Regions from separate parts of the Mus musculus genome. Here region 1 is linked to region 2. Evidence: chromatin contacts called from public targeted proximity ligation data. All regions are on one chromosome and are shown on one strand. The core of a region is the stretch at or near the end of the contact, and the rest is flanking DNA. Distances in the headings are between cores, read along the strand shown. Region 1 overlaps Mark2 (MAP/microtubule affinity regulating kinase 2). Region 2 has its middle 19 kb from the start of Ccdc88b.

Region 1 (4,471 bases), core at 708-3,207, 430 kb after region 2:
AACCAAAAAAAGAAAAAAAAATTTTTTTTAAAGGCAGACAAGTGTGGTGGCATATGTCTTTAATACCCTAAGCTACATTTGGCATTCAGGTTCACCAAGCAGGGCTACCTGTCTCAAAAAGGAGGAGGAAGAGAGGAAGGGGGTTGGGGGGCAAAGAAAGAAAGGAGACATGTTGGGAGTGAACAGGAACGTAACTCTTGTTAGAAAGCTTGCTCAGCTATTCAAAGCCCTGGATGACACTCAAAGCACAGTATAAAACTGGACACAGTGTCATATTCCTTAGCACTAGGGTGGAAGCATCAGAATTTCAAGGTTTTCCTCCACTACATAGAAAGTTCAAGACCAGCCTGGACTAGATGAGATCTTATCTCAGAGACAAAGAAAGAAAAGATGTTGGGGAGTTGTGTGTAGTAATATTCACTTGTAATCACATCATCCAGAGGCAGGAGAACTGCCATGAGTTCCAGGCTACCTTGATTACTGTGAATTCTAGGTAGCCAAGTTTTACCTATCAAGAGCTTGTCCTAAGAACAACAAAACAGCAAAAACCAAGTGAGGTGGTGTAGTGGCTCAGAGGGTCAAAGTGTTTGCTATCCCAGCCCTGCCTATCTAAACACCATCTTCCAGAACCCATGTGGAAGCCAGGCATGATGGTGTGCATCTATATTCCCAATATCCCTATAGAGAGATGTGAGACAGAGACAGGAAAACGGCCAGGGAGGCTTATGGGCTAGCTAGCCTGCTGTCTGCCATAGGAGAAACAATAAAGTGCTTGTCTAGCATACAAAAAGGCCATGGGTTCAATACCAGCACTGTAAAAACGAGATTGTAGACAACTATAAAACTTTCCTCAGAAAGTGGAAGTAGGACTCTGAGTTCAAGGTAATTTCCTGTAGACAGGGCAAGTTCATGGTCAACCTACAATACTTGACTCAAAAAAAGGGAAGAGTTGAAATGTCTTCAGATCATGTTCCCAGCTTACAACCAAGTGGGCTCTTGCCCATCAGTCACTAATAGAAACTGGAGATCATAGACAGCTAGGGATCAGCAAGGTGGCATATCTCATCTGCTTACTTCTTGGCTCCCTGTTTCCTCAAAGGGGGAATCTCCTGCCTCTCGTGGCAATCAGGCCTCCCACTTTAGACAGCTCTTCTCTCTGCCTTCCTACATTCAGTCCCTCCTGGTTTGCTAGGAAAACAGCATGTGTTGCAGAGAATGAAATTCAATGTGAACTATTTCAAAAAGCTCCTGATCAGAGAAGTGACAATTACTGCATAAAGACTGCAGGAGACATTCGTATCTGCTACATTTACTGCTTGAACTGGGGCTCTGGTTGGTTACAGGCCCTGTCAACCTTAGGATACTCCCAAATTGCTCTGTCCCACTACACAGAGCTGCGTTCCCACCCTGCCCCTCCCAGAATGCCTCCTGCTACAGTGAGGCAGCATGAACTAAACACAGCAGCGATGGCGGCGGGGAGCTCAGTGACTCACCCAGCACACCATCTCCTCCCAGGATCTCCCGGCTCCTCCTGGGGCTTTGCCAAAGCAAAGCAACAAAGAAGCATGAGATTTTTAAGAAATAAAAATAAAAAATAAAAACCAAAAAACTACCTCAGCATTTATGCAACTGATATGGACTTAACCCTTTGCTCTGACTTGCCTAATGTGGCATCCTTATGGAGGTTGCCTAGGAGTTCAGCCAGCCCCAGGCCAGGAAGCAGGCTTCCAGGTCTTACCCAATTCCAGAAGCTGCTGGAAAGTGCTGAACAAAAGTCATGTCTCTTTTCCACTTCACCTTTTCCTACAAGAATAAAAACTACTGCCTCCTATCCTTCAAGTTCACAGAGGGAGCTGAAGAAGCAAGACAGAGGAAAACCACCAGGCCCGTTCACTGCCCTACAAGTTACTGTGGCCAGAGGTCAGCCAGAGGAGGAGGTTTCAGAAACCACCCAGGGCTGTTACTAATCTGGCCTCACAACTGCCTCCATCAGACCAGACTTTCCACAGTGTGACTACTCCCTTGAAGTGACTGTTAAACATTTAACCAGTTGCTCTGTCCAGAAACCAGGCTCACTTGCCCTAATAGGCAGAGGTGCTACATGCCCATCTTCTGTAGACAGCCAACTAGAATGGGAGAAAACCTGAGCCATGGAAGGGGGGGGGGGTCTGTCAGACCACAGAGTAAATCCACTGCATTGGCTATCCTGGGCACACCTGCTACTCAGGACCATCACAGTCCAGTACAGCTTTCAGCAAGCACCCTGTGAAAAAGAGGGGGTGTCCTTTCATTTTTATTGTTTGGCATCTGGGACTTTATATGTATGCTAGCTTCTGGGACTAACTAAAGAAAACACTCAGGCAGGCATAATGGGCTACAGTGCGTTCCTCCAAAAATTCCCCACTCATCCTAAGTTCCCTTCTAGGAGCTGGGGTGGGGTTTGGGATGAGCTCAGTGGTGTACTGGTTCTACCATGAGCCTAATGATGGGCCCCTGTCCAGCAGTGCTAAAGTTCCCTCTGAGAAACCCTTACCAACAGTAGCTATTCTCTTAGGACCCCACTGATGGGCCACTGCTCTCTGGGTACCATACACACAGTACCTTAATCTTCTAAATCTTGGTGACAGTGTGACACAGAGGACTTGAATAAGGATCCTTCAAAACCTCCTGGCATGGCTGGGGCTTGCAGTGAAATAGGAGAGACTGACTGAAGAGACAGGAACCCAAATAGAAACCAGCATTTTTAATGTCTGCTGCCTCACAGAAGAGAAGAGCTATTGCAAGAGGAACAGGGAAGAAAATGTCCAACTAGAGGGAGGGAAGTGAGCCTCTGACAGTGTCTTGATACATTTGGGGCCAATATAAGAATAGCTGGCTTCCCTATAGCATAATCAAAGCAAGGGGGATGTGTCTATCTGCCATCCTGGACTGAAGGTAAACATTGCTGTACCCTAAGTAGCCACAGTTAAAACAGGTATCTTAGGCAGGCTGGTTGTCAGCAGTTAGGTGAAGACTGGAAAGTTGAAGCCTCCCAGTAAGACTCAGGCCCTCAGCTTCTCACTCTAGACCTAGAGTCAGAGGGGTGGGCAACTATTCAATTACTGACAGTAATGGCCATTTTGTTTCTAGAGAGGCCCTAGCTGCAAGTACTTTCAGCCAGGGGTTACAGTGTACAATACAGATCACAGTCATCTTTTACTACGTGTGTCTTTTCAGAGTCCCAGGAAGACAATATGACTATTTCAGCTTCCAAGAGAAGTGAATGATGCAGGGAAGAGCCAATTCAGCCAGGTGGCAGCAATCTGGCTCTGGGCTTCCTGGCCTCTGACAGGGACGTGCAGGACGACCCTTGGAGAGAAATGGGTCACTTCTGCGTCTTGTTAGATGGACCGTTACACAGACTGAGAGGACGCTGATTGCTGAAGGAGGCAGCCAGCCAAGTCTGTAGCTACCCACCTCTGAATTTATTGAAGACAGGGAAGAAAAGAACCCCAAGAGAGGAATGTGAATGCCATATTCTAAAAGGAAGTTCTAATTGGCAATGAGCATGGAAAACTTACCTGGAATTACAATCAAGCTGGGCACAAGAGTACTACTGTCCCGTCCTATTCCTCTACCTAGTCCATGCTACTCATCAAAGACAAAGAGTCTGGCAGGAATAAAGAAGCTGCTAAACACAAGTCTTAATAAACGGTAAAATCAGCAGTGGTGGCGCACACCTTTAATCCTAGTACTTGGGAGGCAGAGGCAGGCGGATTTCTGAGTTTGAGGCAAGCCTGGTCTACACAGTGAGCTCCAGGACAGCCAGGGCTACACAGAGACCCTTATCTCAAAAAACCAAAGAAGAAAAGAAGAAGAAAAGAAAGAAAGAAGAAAGAAAGAAAGAAAGAGAGAGAGAGAGAGAGAGAGAGAGAGAGAGAGAGAGCGCGAGCGAGCGCAGCCGGGCATGGTGGTGCATGCCTTTAATCCCAGCACTTAGGAGGCAGAGGCAGGCGGATTTCTGAGTTCGAGGCCAGCCTGGTCTACAAAGTGAGTTCTAGGACAGCCAGGGCTACACAGAGAAACCCTGTCTCGAAAAAATAAAAAAAGAAAGAAAGAAAGAAAGAAAGAAAGAAAGAAAGAGAGAGAGAGAGAGGGAGAGAAGGGAGGGAGAGGGAGAGAGAGAGAGAGAGAGAGAGAGAGAGAGAAATAAATCAGAAGTTACCAAATATCCAACTCCACTCCAAGCTCTCTGACTAATCCTGGCCTGTGCTAAATGCTCAAGTACACTAGCTGACACTACCATAATTCCACGCTTCCTAACATCCTCTGTGTTGCCAGAAGTCACAGCCTGAACTTCTTTACCCAATAACTACCACAGATAAAGAAAGCTCTGTAGTCAGAGGCCAAGTTCTGGTCATCTCATACAACTCAGACAGGGATTTGGGTTTCTTAAAGAGCCAGAGACGGCTCCCAGTAGCTCAACTGTTTT
Region 2 (4,600 bases), core at 859-3,358:
TGGTCTACAAAGTGAGTTCCAGGGCAGCCACGGATACACAGAGACAGAGGTGGGGGTGGGAGGAGGGAGGGTTGAAAGGGAGAGGGAGAGAGGGAGACAGAGAGAGGGAGAGAGCTCAGTGGGACTGGATTGGGTCTAAGAAAGCAGAGCCTGAAGGTGGAGCTCACATCCACAACCTCGGACTCTGAGAGCTCCAAAGGCACCCACTTTCTGAGCCCTCAGTGGTAAAAAAGCATGGAAGGCATCCAGGCATGCAAGCTTGCAAGGTGGAGTCGGAAACCGCCTGGAGTCACCAACCACCCTTGTGATTAAAATACACGTTAAGAATGGACCACCATTAAACATCCATTAAGCAGGGAAACCAAATCCCATGGAAAAGTAAGCTGTGAGAACATCCACAAGGCTCCTCAGTGAGCCAATAAAACAGTCAGCTGACTGCTCTTCTGAAGGTCCTGAGTTCAAATCCCAGCAACCACATGGTGGCTCACCCGTAATGAGATCTCCCTCTTCTGAAGACAGCCACAGTGTACTATGTATAATAATAATACATTGGCCGGGCAGTGGTGGTGCATACCTTTAATCTCAGCACTTGGGAGGCAGAAACAGGTGGATTTCTGAGTTTACAGAGTGAGTCCAGAGCTACACAGAGAAACCCTGTCTCAAAAAAAACCAAATAAATAAAATAAATCTTTGGGCCAGAGTAGTCAGGGAACCACATGAAGGGTTCTAACAACCACATGAAGGCTCACAACCATATAGTGTACTTACATAAAAAAAAAAAAAAAACTTAAAAACAAACCAAACAAACAAAAAAGTCAAACCTTTGCCCTAGCAACCCAGCCTCGCTCGGAGTCCAAGAGGAAAGAAACAGAAGTGTCTGAAGCTGCTGCTCACCCAAAAGCTGAGGATGCCAGGTTTCCACGAGAAGCCAAGAGAACCACACCTCTGCCACACTACGCCCAGACTTCCCGCATCCTCCTCTCTTTAGGCTTTAGCACAGACTGTTCCCACATCTTAGAACATCCATCCAAGGTGCCAGACAGACTCAGAGAAGACTCACGACAGAGTGCTGCTGAGTGCTGCTGAAGGCAGGGCACCTTGTATGACTGTGAGGGGACCTGGAAGTGAGAATGTAAAACCCTAGACATCCCAAAACAGAGATAGCTTCCCAGTGGGTGAAGTACCCAATATTAAGAATCCATATTAGGAGCTGGACATGGTGGCACACATCGGTAACCCCAGCACTCAGGAGCCTGAGGCAGGAGGATTATTTCAATTATAGACTACATAGTCATTTTGAGGCCAACCTGACCTACAGTGTGAAGTAAAAGCCAGCATGAAGATGTAGTAAAGATGCAAACAGAGCAAACCTAAGTTCATTCAGCCCCAGGACCCACAGGGGTTGGGGATGGTGGTGACTGACTCCTGAAAGTTATCTTCCCTTCTGGAAGACCCACTGCAGGAGAATTAGGGTGATGACAGAGATCAGGGTTGTGAGGACAGAGACAGAGCAGGGTCACCAGGGAGATGAGGCCACACTGAGACCTGGGACAGCTCCACACATGCCACTTCCAAAGCTGGGGTTTTGAGACAGGGGCTCACTACGTAGACCAGGATGGTCTTGAATTCACAGAAATCTGTGGCTATGCCTCCTGAGTGCTGTGTGAGTGTGTGAGTGAGTGTGTGCCACCATGCCTGGCTTCCAAGGCTGGTAGAAACAATACTATTTGGAAACTATGGGTTTCTCAAAGGTCCCTCAGAAATGACCCTTGAGTAGCCAATACTTCTTGTTGTCTACCCAATGTCCTGTCTCCTACCCAATGTCCCATAGCAGCATCACCCTCAGTTTCAGCTTGGAAGTGATTTCCCAGTTCCCTTACAGCTGTTTGGGTCACATGACTAAATTCTGTCCAATGAGATTTGTTGAGATCTGCCTCCCAACCCCCAGCATAGCTGTAAGCCATTTTGTTCCATGCCTGCCAGCTATTTCATAATGTGCCTGCCAGTCACTGACACAGAAAAATAATGACTCAGAGCAAAGTCATGCTGATCACATATCCTGTTACATTCTCTATGAGGTTATCTTAAGAAATTCCACAAACTTTATGTAGGACCCATCAAATTAAAGGTCAGTATGAGCTGTTATGTGTAAAATGGCTTGAGTCAGAGCTGACCACCAGACAGCACTTCCGGTGCCTGGGTATGAGCTCACTGTAGTTTTTGAGGTTTTAGCCTTTATAAACTGACAGAGAAAGATGTTGGGGGTCATAGCCTCAGCCCCCAGATTCTGAGCTACACTCCTGATTTATCATATCAGTCTTAGGGTATACGTTCCATAAACCATCCCTGTAGAACTAGATCGGTGTCTGTGTGGTTTGTGGGGCGTCTCCTGGACCCCAACATTTGGTGCACTGCTCATGAAGGCCCCTACTCTCGAGCACCCCTCAGTTGCTGACAGTGAATGCCACCAAGCCAGTTGGGCCCTCTGTGAGGAGATAAGGGGTTTTTTTGGTACCTGTGCAGTTCTTTCTCCTGGTTCAGTCTTGGGTTTTTGTTGGTTTGGTCTTCTTTCTGATGCTTTTTGGTGACTCAAGTGAAGGCAGCTGGACAAGATAGCCCCCTTGGGTCGGGAGGATGGAGGATGCTCTGATTCTTCTGTTGGCCAAGAAGCTGGAGTACAATCCACCCCTCCAGACTTGGACTTGGTCTTTGAAACTCGTCATCCACTTTGGTTTGGGTTTTTTTTTTTTTTTTTTTTTTTTGGCTCCTCTCACCTCTATTTTTAACTCCTTCACTATGGAACATCTGAGTCCCTTTGGTGGGACATCTGGGTCCCTTCCCTCTCCTCCCCAGCTCTTGGTTGCCTTTGGCATGCTGGTCTGTCTATGTCTGTCAGTTTATGTCTGTAATTTTGTTTAGTTGCTTGATTGTTGCTCTGTGTTTCATATTTAAAGAAAAAATGGTTAAGACCTCATCTGCTGGCCGTTTGCCCCTTGACTGAGCTTTAACTCATTTCAAGGATTTTTAGAAAAAAAATAGCTGAATGGGAACAACAAAAACTGATAAACTGTCCTTGGAGGCCTGCATCTGCAGCTAGGGTCTAGCCTTGCTAGAGGAGCCCTCCGAAGCTGCTTGGTCTGCACAAGCCGCTCTTGAGGAGGTGGCAGCAGCATCTCTGCTCATCTGGTAAGGAAGCTATGGCTGGTTCTACAAACCCTCTGCACTCATGAGTACTGGATTCAGCAGATGGAGCTCTTCCCTTCAAGTTACAGCTAGAAAAAAGGAAGAAAGAGCTGGAGAGATGGCTCAGCCGGTAAGAGCCCTGAATGCTCTTCCGGAGGTCCTGCGTTCAAATCCCAGCAACCACATTGTGGCTCACAACCACCCATAATGAAATCTGGCGCCCTCTTCTGGTGTGTCTGAAGACAGCTACAGTGTATACATGTGTAGTAATAAATAAATCTTTGGGCTGGAGAGAGCAGGGACTGAGTGAGCAGAGTTGACCAAAGGGACCAGAGTTGACTAGAGCAAGCAGAAATCCTAAAATTCAATTCCCAAAACCACATGAAGGCTCACAACCATCTGTACAGCTACAGTGTACTCATATAAAAGAAAGAAAGAAAGAAAGAAAGAAAGAAAGAAAGAAAGAAAGAAAGAAAGAAAGAAAGAAAGAAAGAAAAGAGTAAGAAAAATGTTGTCTGTCTAAATGTGTAAGTGTATACATCTTTGTTTCTGACTAGTCTTATAGTTATAGATTATTGGCTTATAAATTATTGGGTATGGTTAAAAATCTGTAACATCTGTAACAGAAAGTCAGCTTAAAACTAGTAACTCAGGGTTAGAGCCGTTCTGGGCAAACACACAGGGCATGAGCCGACCTTGGGAAACAGGTGCCTAAGTATACTTTTAAATTGGGATAATATTTTTATGCAATTCCTGTCCTAAAAGTCAGCCTTATAAAAGATAGGATTTAAAACAATGTTTCTTTAGTGAGGTTTTAAAGCTGCACCTTGATACATTCCTATACAAGAACTTTTCTTGCCGGCAGCCAAACTTTGTAACATTTGGTATTGCTCGCATTGCTCTTGATACTGATTTTAGGAACACCAGATTATTTAAACTGTTAAAAAGAAATGGTTTTAAGCCAGGCAGTGGTGGCACACACCTTTGATCCCAACACTTAGGAGTCAGAGTGAGTTCCAGGACAGCCAGGGCTACACAGAGAAACCCTGTCTCGAAAAACCAAAACCAAACAAACAATTGGTTTTGTCTTCCAAAAATTGTGGTTATGCTCTATGCTTTCACTCTTTTAAAAAGATACTTTATTTTGATATTGCAAAAACAACTTTTTAAAATATTAAAACATATAGAGCTATGGGACATCTTAAATTTTATTAAATATTTTATTATGATGTCTTTATTCATATATGATGGTTACAATGAAGGAGGACATTTTAATGATAATAACTATAATGGTGATAGAAACTATAATGGGTTTAGAAATTATAATGAACAACAGCAATTAAATTAAGGACCTATGAAGGGGGACAATAATGATATTTTAAAAAATGCTCAGTCAATCCCTATTATGATAGCTATG

The links.
Region 1: a contact with region 2 is called in a targeted proximity ligation map of pancreatic cancer cells. A contact is called at or near these places in 1 of 39 promoter capture datasets (cranial neural crest) and 2 of 130 datasets of targeted methods (embryonic stem cells and pancreatic cancer cells).

What each region holds. Positions count from the first base shown.
Region 1 is chr19:7,300,659-7,305,129 of GRCm38.p6, forward strand. The region is part of intron 1 of Mark2 (MAP/microtubule affinity regulating kinase 2); the gene reads right to left. It overlaps Gm17227 (predicted gene 17227), which reads left to right. Exons shown (of 2, transcript NR_167892.1): 2 at 3,217-3,705. Among named protein-coding and RNA genes, the nearest start is that of Gm17227, 5.2 kb to the left of the region's middle.
Region 2 is chr19:6,875,038-6,879,637 of GRCm38.p6, forward strand. No RefSeq gene overlaps it. Among named protein-coding and RNA genes, the nearest start is that of Ccdc88b, 19 kb to the left of the region's middle.